Linked DNA regions of Bos taurus: region 1 is linked to region 2. Evidence: chromatin contacts called from public Hi-C data. All regions are on one chromosome and are shown on one strand. Each heading gives the region's core, a stretch centred on a gene start, on an enhancer-like site or on the middle of the called end of the contact. The rest is flanking DNA. Distances are from core to core; before and after follow the strand shown.

Region 1 (5,058 bases), core at 1,518-4,017, 63 kb before region 2:
TATAACTACTCTCTAGCATATTAGAGTTGCTTGATCAACATCTTAAGAAATAAAAAAGAAGATGATTGGAGATTAGAGAGGAGAGGGCTGAGTTGTCCCAGCTGAGACCATCCTAGGCCATTAAGCTCCCCAGTTGATCCACAGACAACCACAAACAGGAGAATAAAATGTGGCAGATGTCTATCAGGAAGAACTGTGCAGCAGTTAAAAACAACAGATTGGATACATACAAAGCAACATGAATGGGTATTAAGAATAGTAAAAACAGACTTACTAAAAAACAGACTAAGATACATAATACCATTTCTATAAACTTTAAGTTTATACAACCAGATATATATACAGTTGTTGTTCAGTCACTAAGTCATGTCCGACTCTTTGCAACCCCATGGACTACAGCACGCCAGGGTTCTCTGTCCATCACTAGGCTCCCTGAGTTTATTCAAACTCATGTCCATATATACAGTTAATATACTAAAAAAAACCATTAATCCAATTAAATTTGATGGCTATGAGGGAGGAAAATTGGATTTTTACATAAATAAAAGGGGTAAAGAGGAATAAACAAATCAATTAAAAAATAAATAAAAGTATGAAACACGGATCTACTAATATTTTACTTTTCTATAAAAAGCTAGCTGTCCTAATATAATTTATTGAATAATTCTTCCTTTCTGTAAACCCACTCTATTATATACCAGGCATAAATGTATGCTTACTGTGTTTCAGGGCTCTCTAATCTTCTATTCTACCCAACTACTCATCTGTGGGCCAATATCACATTGAAAAATTTTATGAATAGGAGGGTAAGTATCACATATTTTGTTCGTTTGCAGTATAGACTACTTTTGGATCTCTATCTAACAGTTTGTCAATTCCACCAAAAACAGGTCCTCTTAGAATTTTGACTGGACTTGTATTGAATTTATACATTAACAGGGGAAAAATTAACAGCTTTACCATGTCCAGTTTTCCCTGTGTTTATTATGGGTTAAAGATTAAAGGAACCAATAAAATCGGTTTGGTCTGTTTTTCTATTGTTTCTTAAGGAAGTTGTGTATATCTTCATTTAGTTATGTCGCTCCATAAAGTAAAGTTCTTATTTTCATACAGGTATTGCATATACCTGTACCTAATTAAATGTTTAAAACCATGTGAATGGGATCTTTTTTTGTCTCATTGCTCTGGTATACAAAGCAACCCTGATGAACCTTCTAAGCAATTTTAAAATCTATCTGTTGTTGTTGTTAAGCTGCTCAGTAGTTGTGGTGCACAGGCTTAGTTGCTCTGCTGCTTGAGGGATCTTTCTGGACCAGGGATTGAACCCATGTGCCCTGCACTGGCAGGTGGATTCTTAACACTGGACTACCAGGGAAGTTTGAAATAGTGTATTTTGAATGATACCGATGTTTCCAGACATTGTTGAGATTCTGCTATGACAGTCACTGTTGAGACTGTGCTATAACAGTTAAAAACTGACCTGAATATAACTGGAAAAAAATATACAAGGTTGTATTTTATTTAGTTAGGTACAATGTTCTATATATCTCTAGTTTATCAAATTTGTTAATCCTGTGTTTCAGTTCTTTGATGTCATTTTAAATTTTGTGTCTGCTTAATTTGTCAATTTTGACAGAGATGTTTTTAAAGTCCCAGTTTTGTAGACACATCAACTCAGCCTTGTAATTCTTTAAGTTTTTACTTTATTTTTTGGTGGTAGCTTGCACAGCTTGTGTTATCTTAGTAGATCTTCCTGCAGTGGAAGCAAGGAGTCCTAACCACTGGACCACCAGGGAATTTCTAAACGTTTTTACTTTAAATGATATTACAAGGCTATGTTGTTAGATGCATATAAGTTTATGATGGTTATATTTTCTGGAATGTTCCTCTTAGCAGTTTGAGAGCCTTTGGCCCAGTTAATTTGTACTCTGAATTCTATTTTAGTACATTAGCTTTATTTGGTTAGTATTTCTCTGATAAAACATGTTTTTCCATTGTTTTTATTAAATTTTGTTTTGTGTATGTTAAAAATAGCAGACTTATGTTAAGATCACAATTGGTAATTTTAATATAATTGATGTTTTGGACTATTTCTACTGTCTGGATTTATGATTTGTATTTCCATAGTTTTTTCCTCCCCCTCTTCTGTTGCTTTTTTGTTAGATTGGTTAAAAATTTAATTTATTCCCTAACCTACCCCCCAACTTAGTACTTTGGACGCCATACTTTCTATTTATATTATTTTAGTATGCTCTAGTTACTTAAAATAAATGTTCTTTTCACTTCTCATCTTCTTCAGATCATGTTTCACACAGCTATTTTATTCAAAGGCCACCAAAATCTGGTTCCACTCTATCTTTCTAGGCTCATTTCTCTCAACCATATACATCTATGAAGCCTAATTAAACTACATTACTTACCAGTTTAAACTACATTACTTATCAGCTTCTAAATAAAATACAAAATTTCTGAAATTCTGTTCTGGTTCATGACGTTTTCTGATTCATTCACTCAACAAATATATGTTACTCAAAACCCACTTGGTGCCTGGCTTTGAGCAATACCAGTAAACACAACAGATATGGTCTCTGGCTTTATGAAGCATGAAGTGAAAAGATTAAACAATAAATATAAATATAATAAAGTAAAACTTCATGAATTCAGATAAATTTTAACTGGGAGTTGGCACCCATCTTGCACTCTATATTCTCTAACAACAGTCACTGGAGAACACAAATACCAGCAGGTGGCACCAAACCACCTAAGTCTGACCTTAGACTGATTTGGATACCTTATTCTGAATTCCACACACACATTTCCTCATCCACACAGACTGACTCGGGTCATTTTATTAAATTCACAATAATGTCAAATTTCAAATCACGTTTGTGATTTGAATTTTTTAGAATTACTTATTACTTTATCATGGGAGTTTATTGTATCATAAGTTTTGTAGGTGCTAATCAAAAAAGAAAAAAGGAATGGGAGTCTCCGACAAAATAACAGAACTGTCACAACTGAGACTGAAGAGTATCAGCTAAAGATCCTCTCTCTGAGAAAGTGACTTTCAAACTGATATCTGAAAGATGCCCAGGAATTAAAAGCTAAAAAATGGAAAGTAATATGTTCCAGAAAGAGAACAGCATATGTGAGCACCCTAGGAAGATAAAGTTTGATTTAAAGGAAAGGTATGTGTATGTCTGGGGTAAGGGTACTGGGTAATTCATCCGAGTATAATGCTTATGAGCTTGGGCCTTGGAGCCCTAGCTAACTTACCATCTGATTTATCATCTGCCTTTAAGTTCTTGTTCCACCACTTAAATAGCTGTCTAGCTTTAGAAAGGTTATTCAGCCTAGGGTTGCTAAAAGTATTAAATCTATTATATAAAGTCCTAAGAACTATTCCTGGCAATATAGTAAAGATATATTAATATTAGAGTTTTGGGTTTTGTTGCTATTATTGTTGTTATTGTTTCTAGATGGATGAGAGGAGACAAACTATTCTGTGTCTTGAAGGCCATGTTAAAAATCCTGAATATTGAGATTTCCCTGGTGGTCCAGTGGTTAAGAATCCACCTTGCAATGCAGGGAACATGGGTTCGATCCCTGATAAGGGAATTAAGATCCCACAGGCCCCAGAACAACGAAGCCCAACTGCCTCAACTACTGAGCCCAAAAGCCACAATTACAGAGTCCGCGTCTGTACACCACTAGAAAAGGTCTCACATGATGCAAGGAAGATCCCGAGTGGTGTAACTAAGACCTGACACAGCCAAGTAAACAAATAAATAAACCTGAAATTTATCCTAAGTGCAGTCAGAACCCACTAAAAGGTTTTTCAGGAAGGGAATATCACATTTCAATTTATAAATATATTTTTAAAATCAACATGAATGAATTGATTAGGGTTGGGGGCAGGGGGCAGCAGGCAGGAATGGAAACAAGATCTACTGGAAGACTAAAGGTCATCATAATAGCTCATATAAAAAATAACTACAGGTTGGACTAGGCTAGTAGCAATAAAGTTGGAAAGAAATTGTTAGATTTATGATACATTTTGGTGGTAAAACTGATGTGATTTGGTAATGGACTAGGAGGTTAAGGGAGGAAAGGGTATAAATGATGGCTTCTTACAATACCCAGCCCCAAATCTTGAATAAAGTCTTCCCTACTATATGTACTCTAATGACTGTCACTGTATTTTTTTTTTTTTTAACACTTCTCAAATGAGAGTTATCTTCCCAGGCTCAGCTAAAATATGAACTTTCTATCACAGGAGCTAATAGCTGTCTCCTCCTCACAACACTCTGTACATTATAAAGAGCTCTTTTCCTAAATATATATTTTCCCTAATAGAGGCAAGTTACTTTACAGTCAGTCAAGGCTATATTTCTTGCTCTAGTCCACATTAAAAAAGTGCTACATGCAATACAGGCAGTCTTGAATAACCCCACAAATGGTCTCAAAGCCAAGGCAACTCCTCACGTTCTTTTCTTTCCTTGAAAGAAAATTCAGTTTGCTTTCTTCTCCTTTCAATTATTCTATCTTTGGGGATTCTGTTTCCCTTTAGATTAGTTGCAGAATTAACTAGTTTTTCAGCGGCATCCCAATTTCTTGAAGCCACCAAAAACAAGTATTTAGGGATTCTTTTTGTTGAAGTGCTTGCTATTAATTCTACTGAAAAACGAAAGGTAACAACAAAATTAAACACAGGGTTATATTATCTTACAATAGTGGTCTTTAATTTACAGTTCCTGACTCCCTTTGTGAGAGGGTAAACTGAATGCCCCTTACTTTTATTCCCAAGGATGAGGTTCACCAAAAGTTCTTTCTTTTTTTGTGTGTGAAGGCCTTTCTTCCCAGAATATAGCCTGTAGATGAAGCCTAGACATAATAATCAGTGTCTTCTTATCTCAAGAAGATAACTGGAACTTCTAAGGGTCTCCTAAGGAGGCATGTAATGTAGCAATTGAATTAAAAACAAATGCTAAAAAAAAACAAAAACAAAAACAAATGCTATTCTGCCAGCCTTGTTTTTTCCAAACCAAAAGGCTACAG
Region 2 (4,828 bases), core at 2,091-4,590:
TTAACACCTTGCATCTTTAGGAAAAATGCTATTTAAAATCACAAAGAGTTAAACATTTCATAGTACAATGGCTATAACAAAAAGGACAATAACAAGTGTTGGCAAAGGTGTGAAAAAATTTTAACTCTTGTACACTGCTGATAGGAATATAAAATGTAAGGCCACTTTCAAAAACAGTTTGGCAGTTTCTCAAAAAGTTAGATGACCCAGAAATTCTATTCCTAGGCATCTATCCAAGAGAATGAAACCATATGTCCACACTAAAGACTTAAACTTTCAAGCTTCATTATTTCTAACAGTCAAAAACTGGAAACAATCCAAATGCCCATCAACTGGTCAACAGATAAACAAAATATGGTATATCCATACATCAAAATACTATTCAGCAATAAAAAACAAAATATTGATGCATGCTGCAATATGGATGAATCCTCAAAACATGTTAAGAAGCCAGAAGAAAAAGACTACATATTCTATGTTTCCATTTACATGAAATATCCAGAAAAGGAAAATCTATAGAAACAAAATACAGATCAGTAGTCGACTGGGGCCAGGAGTGAGAATAAGGGTTAATTGCAAAAAGACTAGAAAGAATTTTTAGAAGTAATAAAATGTTCTAAAATTGGCTTGTGGTGATAATTTAACAACTCAATATATTTACTAACGAATTATTAAATTTTGCATCCAGAATTAATTTGGGGTATTAAATAACTCAAAAAACTAATTTTTAAAAAAACTGTATATACTCAGGAGAAATGAAAACATATCCACACAAAAATTTGTACAAAAATGTACATTGCAGCATTACTTGTAATAGCTAAAAAGTAGAAACTCTAATGTTCATCAACTAATCAATGGATAAATAATATGTGGTATATCCATCCATACAATGGAATATTATTCAGCAATAAAAATGAAATGAAATGACACATGCTACAACATGAATGAACTCTGAAAGCATTATGCTAAGTCAAAGAAAGCAGTTATGAAAGATTACACACTGTAAGATTCCATTATGCAATTTGTCCAGAATAGAGACAGAAGGTAATTAGTGCTTGCCTAAGGCTGAGGGTTTTGGAGGAAAATGGAGAGTAACAGTTGATGGGTATGAGGTTCCTTTTTGGGGATAATGAAAATGTTTTAAAATTGATTATGGTGATAGTTCCACAACTCTGTGAATATATTAAAAACCACTGAACTGTACGCTTTAAATTGGTGAATTGAATGGTAAGTTAATTATATCTCAATAAAGCTGTTACTATCATCAACGACAATAAACCTTAGTGTACAATCTGTGAGCAGGTAAAGCCATCAACAATGATAAGGGCCTACCACAGCCACAGTTCCAATCTATCTACTTAGGATATAAAAATCTCAAAGTTACAAATTCTTTCCAACCTACTGTGATTATTTTGTAAATGAGTATATATGTCTGAATGGAAAAGTAATGATTTAACAAAGCAATTAGTTCAAGTCACTAAGTTTAAAAAAATACTGACATTAAACTGTCCAATTTCAAATGCCCAAGATATATGAATTTTCTACTTCATGTTTTTAGAAGATATCTCAGTAATATTCATATAAACTCACTTTGTAAACTATTACATCATATTTAAACCTTATTCCTAAACCCCTTTAAATGTAATTAGCTTCCAGTCTTATATAAAGTCATACTACCTTCTGAAGAAAAGAAGAAATTCTGAAACTCAAATATCCAATCCTATCTTGGTAAAGAAGACATTATTCTGTGCATTCTGGCACTATTCTGTGACCACAGCACTAGACAAAGTGCATAATTTACCTCACGATACAGACTCACAGTTAAAAAGAAAGGCAAATCTGATTACTAAACACCAGATTACTGTTCTATCATCACTGGATTAAAATTTAAACCACACAGTTGAAATAAATGTTGATGAACACAAGATAGGAGGTGAAATTCATAGTTGTACAATAAAGTGTTCACCTCTTCTTTCATGAAGTACGATGAACTTAAAGGCTATTCTGCAGCGTAGCTAGCTCCTACAAAAAAAGAGCCCAGGATGCTGGCACATGAGAAACGTTAGAAACTATTCAATCTAGATTACTCTTGGGGTAATGGAGTATTTTCTCCGTCCTCTATTGACATGGAATAAAAATGCTCAAGTAGAGAAGGGACTCGGCTGCCCAGCTCGCAAAGCTGCTCAGGCAGTCAGTTCCAGCCCTAGCCAAGCCTTCACCGTCCTCTTGCCGCGTCCCCCCCACCCTCCAATACCCAGGAACACGGTCCCGGAGGGCCAGCTTCGCGAAGAGAGGCTCCATAAGGCGGTCACTGGACGCGCGTGTTACAGAGCCCGTTTTTGTTTTGTTTAAAAAACAGATTCCTGTCAGAGCCCAGCCTCCCCACTCCCGCGGGAACAGGGGGAAGTGGCAGCAGGGGGCCGGTGTGGAGTGAGAGAATAAAAGAATGACCGAGTACAACCTGCCGTGCCAGCTAGCAGCAGAGGGCAGGAAAGGTAAGAGGCGGCTAGGAGGCCCGACGGCGGAGGAAACTGCTCTCCAGCCGGCCACGCCACCCCACGCGGCCGCAGCCGCCCAGGTCCCGCCCCGGGCTCGCCGCCCTGCCCCGGCGCCGGCCGCCGCCTCCCGCCTTACCCGACCCTCCCAGGACGCGTTTCCTCTAGGGCCGGACCCCCGCCCTGGCCTCCTCTCGGAATAAGGCGGGTCAGTTCAGTCCGCTTCTCGGCAGAGGTGACTCGCGCGGCGATGTAAACACAGCGAGACCAGCTGCGCGCGGCCCATCCCCCCCGCCGGGGTCTGTAACCTCTTCCCTCAGCCCTGCTCCGCGCCCCGCGCTCCTCGCGGGCGGGCGCGCCGCGCGCCTTACCCTTTCTCCAAGTCCAGCTCCCCAACCGTTGCCCCGGGGCACTCAGCCCCCTTTCCCAGCTCCCGGCCGGTGTCACCGCTACAGCCTCCGGAAACCCTCCGCAAACCCCGGAGCAAACAACACAGGCGCCGGGCGGGGGCGCGGAGGGAGGCGGTGGCACTCGGGACGGCAAGGCTTTCTCGCCGCACCCTCCGCGCTCCCTCCCTCCCACCAGCCTCGGCGGCCCGCGCTCTTACCTGCTCTCCGCGTCGCTCAGGAAGATCGCCGCGTCTCTTTCCCTCCCGGCAGGGCCGCGGACTAGCCGCCGCCGCCGCCGCCGTTGGCCAGGCGTCCGGAGGGAGCCGGGGCCTCCCCGGCTGCCCGAGCCGCTCCACTGGGAGAGGAGGAGACAAAACAGCGGCGCGCCGCCCCGCGCAGAGCCCCCCGCCCGCGCCGCCCCACCGACCCCCCAACCGCCGAGGCGACGGCGGCGACACTGAGCCCGGCGCGGGGAGCAATGGTGGCCCCCGCCCTCCACCCCCCGCCTCGGCTCCTCCCCCTCGGCCTCCTGCCGCCGCCACCAGGACACTCGAGTCCGCCTCCCCCACCCCGCCCGCTCAGAGCGCTCCTCCCCTCCCCACGCGGCGGCGGGGAGGGGGGGTACGGCGGCACCGCCAGTCACCGCCGCGCCTGTCAAACCCGGGCCGGCTATTTATACCCCGCGGGGCCCCGCCGCCCTCGACCCACACCAGCCCGCCCAACATGCTTCCGTGGCCGTCTCGAATCTCGCCCGCCCTGTAGCCCCCCAACTTCTCAAACCCGCCTTCTCAGGTAAAGACTCTCGCCACTTGTCCCGCTTCCTGCTCGGCGCTTCGCCAGCCTGTTCCCGACTCTGACCAGGGCCCGGGACTGGCGCGGGGGCTCCCAAACGCGGGCCGGCGCGTGGGGGGCAGCGGGGCCGCGCGTGCACCTGCAGCGGCCGCCGGCCCGGACCGCACTCACACACCCTTGCCCCTCTCTGAGGGCCCCCGCGGGCCCGGGCTGTCACCCCATCCCCAAGTTCTGGACTCCCGCCCTTCTCCAGGGACGGCTCGGCCCTCGGGCAGCCTGACAGTCACTGAGGGTTGGAGGTTGTGAAAACTCCTAGCCCGGGTCTCTGGCATCTCCACTCCCAAGCCTGGACTAAGTGGAAGGCGGGGGCGCGGGCGGGCAGGAGCGCGCCGCCGGCCCCGCCCCCGGTGCCTCCCCGGCCAGTGACCATCGTGGAGCCACGCCCCTCCCTGCCCGCGCCCCTCCGCGCAGCCCGCTCCTCCTCCTCCCGCTAGCCTGCAAACGTCCGGCCTTGTACCCTGCGGACCCCGCCCCATTCCCAGAAATTACCACCCGCCCAACGGCCGGGCCGCGCGACGGTTGGTGCCCGCGTTTGCTGACGGGCGGGCGGCTGGGCTCAGCGCGCAGCTGCGGAGCGCGGCGGGCCGTCCCCTGGCTCTGGCCCCGGGGAGCTGCGGGTGTCCGCACCGAGCCATTGTCGCTCCTCGCTTGGTCGGCGACGGACGGACAAGTAACTGAAGTCCGAGGATTGTCGGTGCGGAAATGCGGGAGAGTGTTGATGCGGGAGTATTTGAGTCCCTGCGAATTCGAAAAAAATGAAAACCCAGTTGTAGGTGCAAGCTTCTGGTTTCCCCCGTTTCACACAAAGAGGAATCTCTGAGCAGGGCACTCACGCGCTTCCAAGTACACAAAAGCCAATGACACGGTGCCCAGGGTTGTCCTGCGTTTGTAGCGCCTCATTAATGATCTTTCTTACGCACAGTTATGCGTATAAACGCCTCAACGTATTCCCCCACCAACACACTTGGCCGCCGCCGCATTTTCTTGTATTTATTCAACAAAGAACCGAGACTGTCCCAGTGCGCATGGGGACCGATTCTGGTCCCCTCCCGGGCTCCTGCAGCCGCACTCCGATGGACCCGTCACAGTGTT

What was found. Hi-C and Micro-C count contacts between places; a contact is called where the count stands out from the background.
Region 1: a Hi-C map of skeletal muscle shows a contact between it and region 2, with 3 times the contacts expected there. The contact joins the enhancer-like site here to the promoter of ELF2 in region 2. A contact is called at or near these places in 3 of 11 Hi-C or Micro-C datasets (liver, skeletal muscle and an unstated tissue).

Annotation. Positions count from the first base shown.
Region 1 is chr17:18,535,605-18,540,662 of ARS-UCD2.0, reverse strand. All of the region lies in intron 4 of ELF2 (E74 like ETS transcription factor 2), which reads right to left. Among named protein-coding and RNA genes, the nearest start is that of NOCT, 62 kb to the left of the region's middle. Within about 2 kb of position 2,767, at least 1 of the 102 cell types and tissues checked has an H3K27ac peak or open chromatin away from gene starts, as enhancers often do. A contact at or near this core is called in skeletal muscle, where this site is marked.
Region 2 is chr17:18,473,357-18,478,184 of ARS-UCD2.0, reverse strand. ELF2 (E74 like ETS transcription factor 2) reads right to left here and starts at 3,340. Exons shown (of 10, transcript NM_001191138.2): 1 at 3,103-3,340.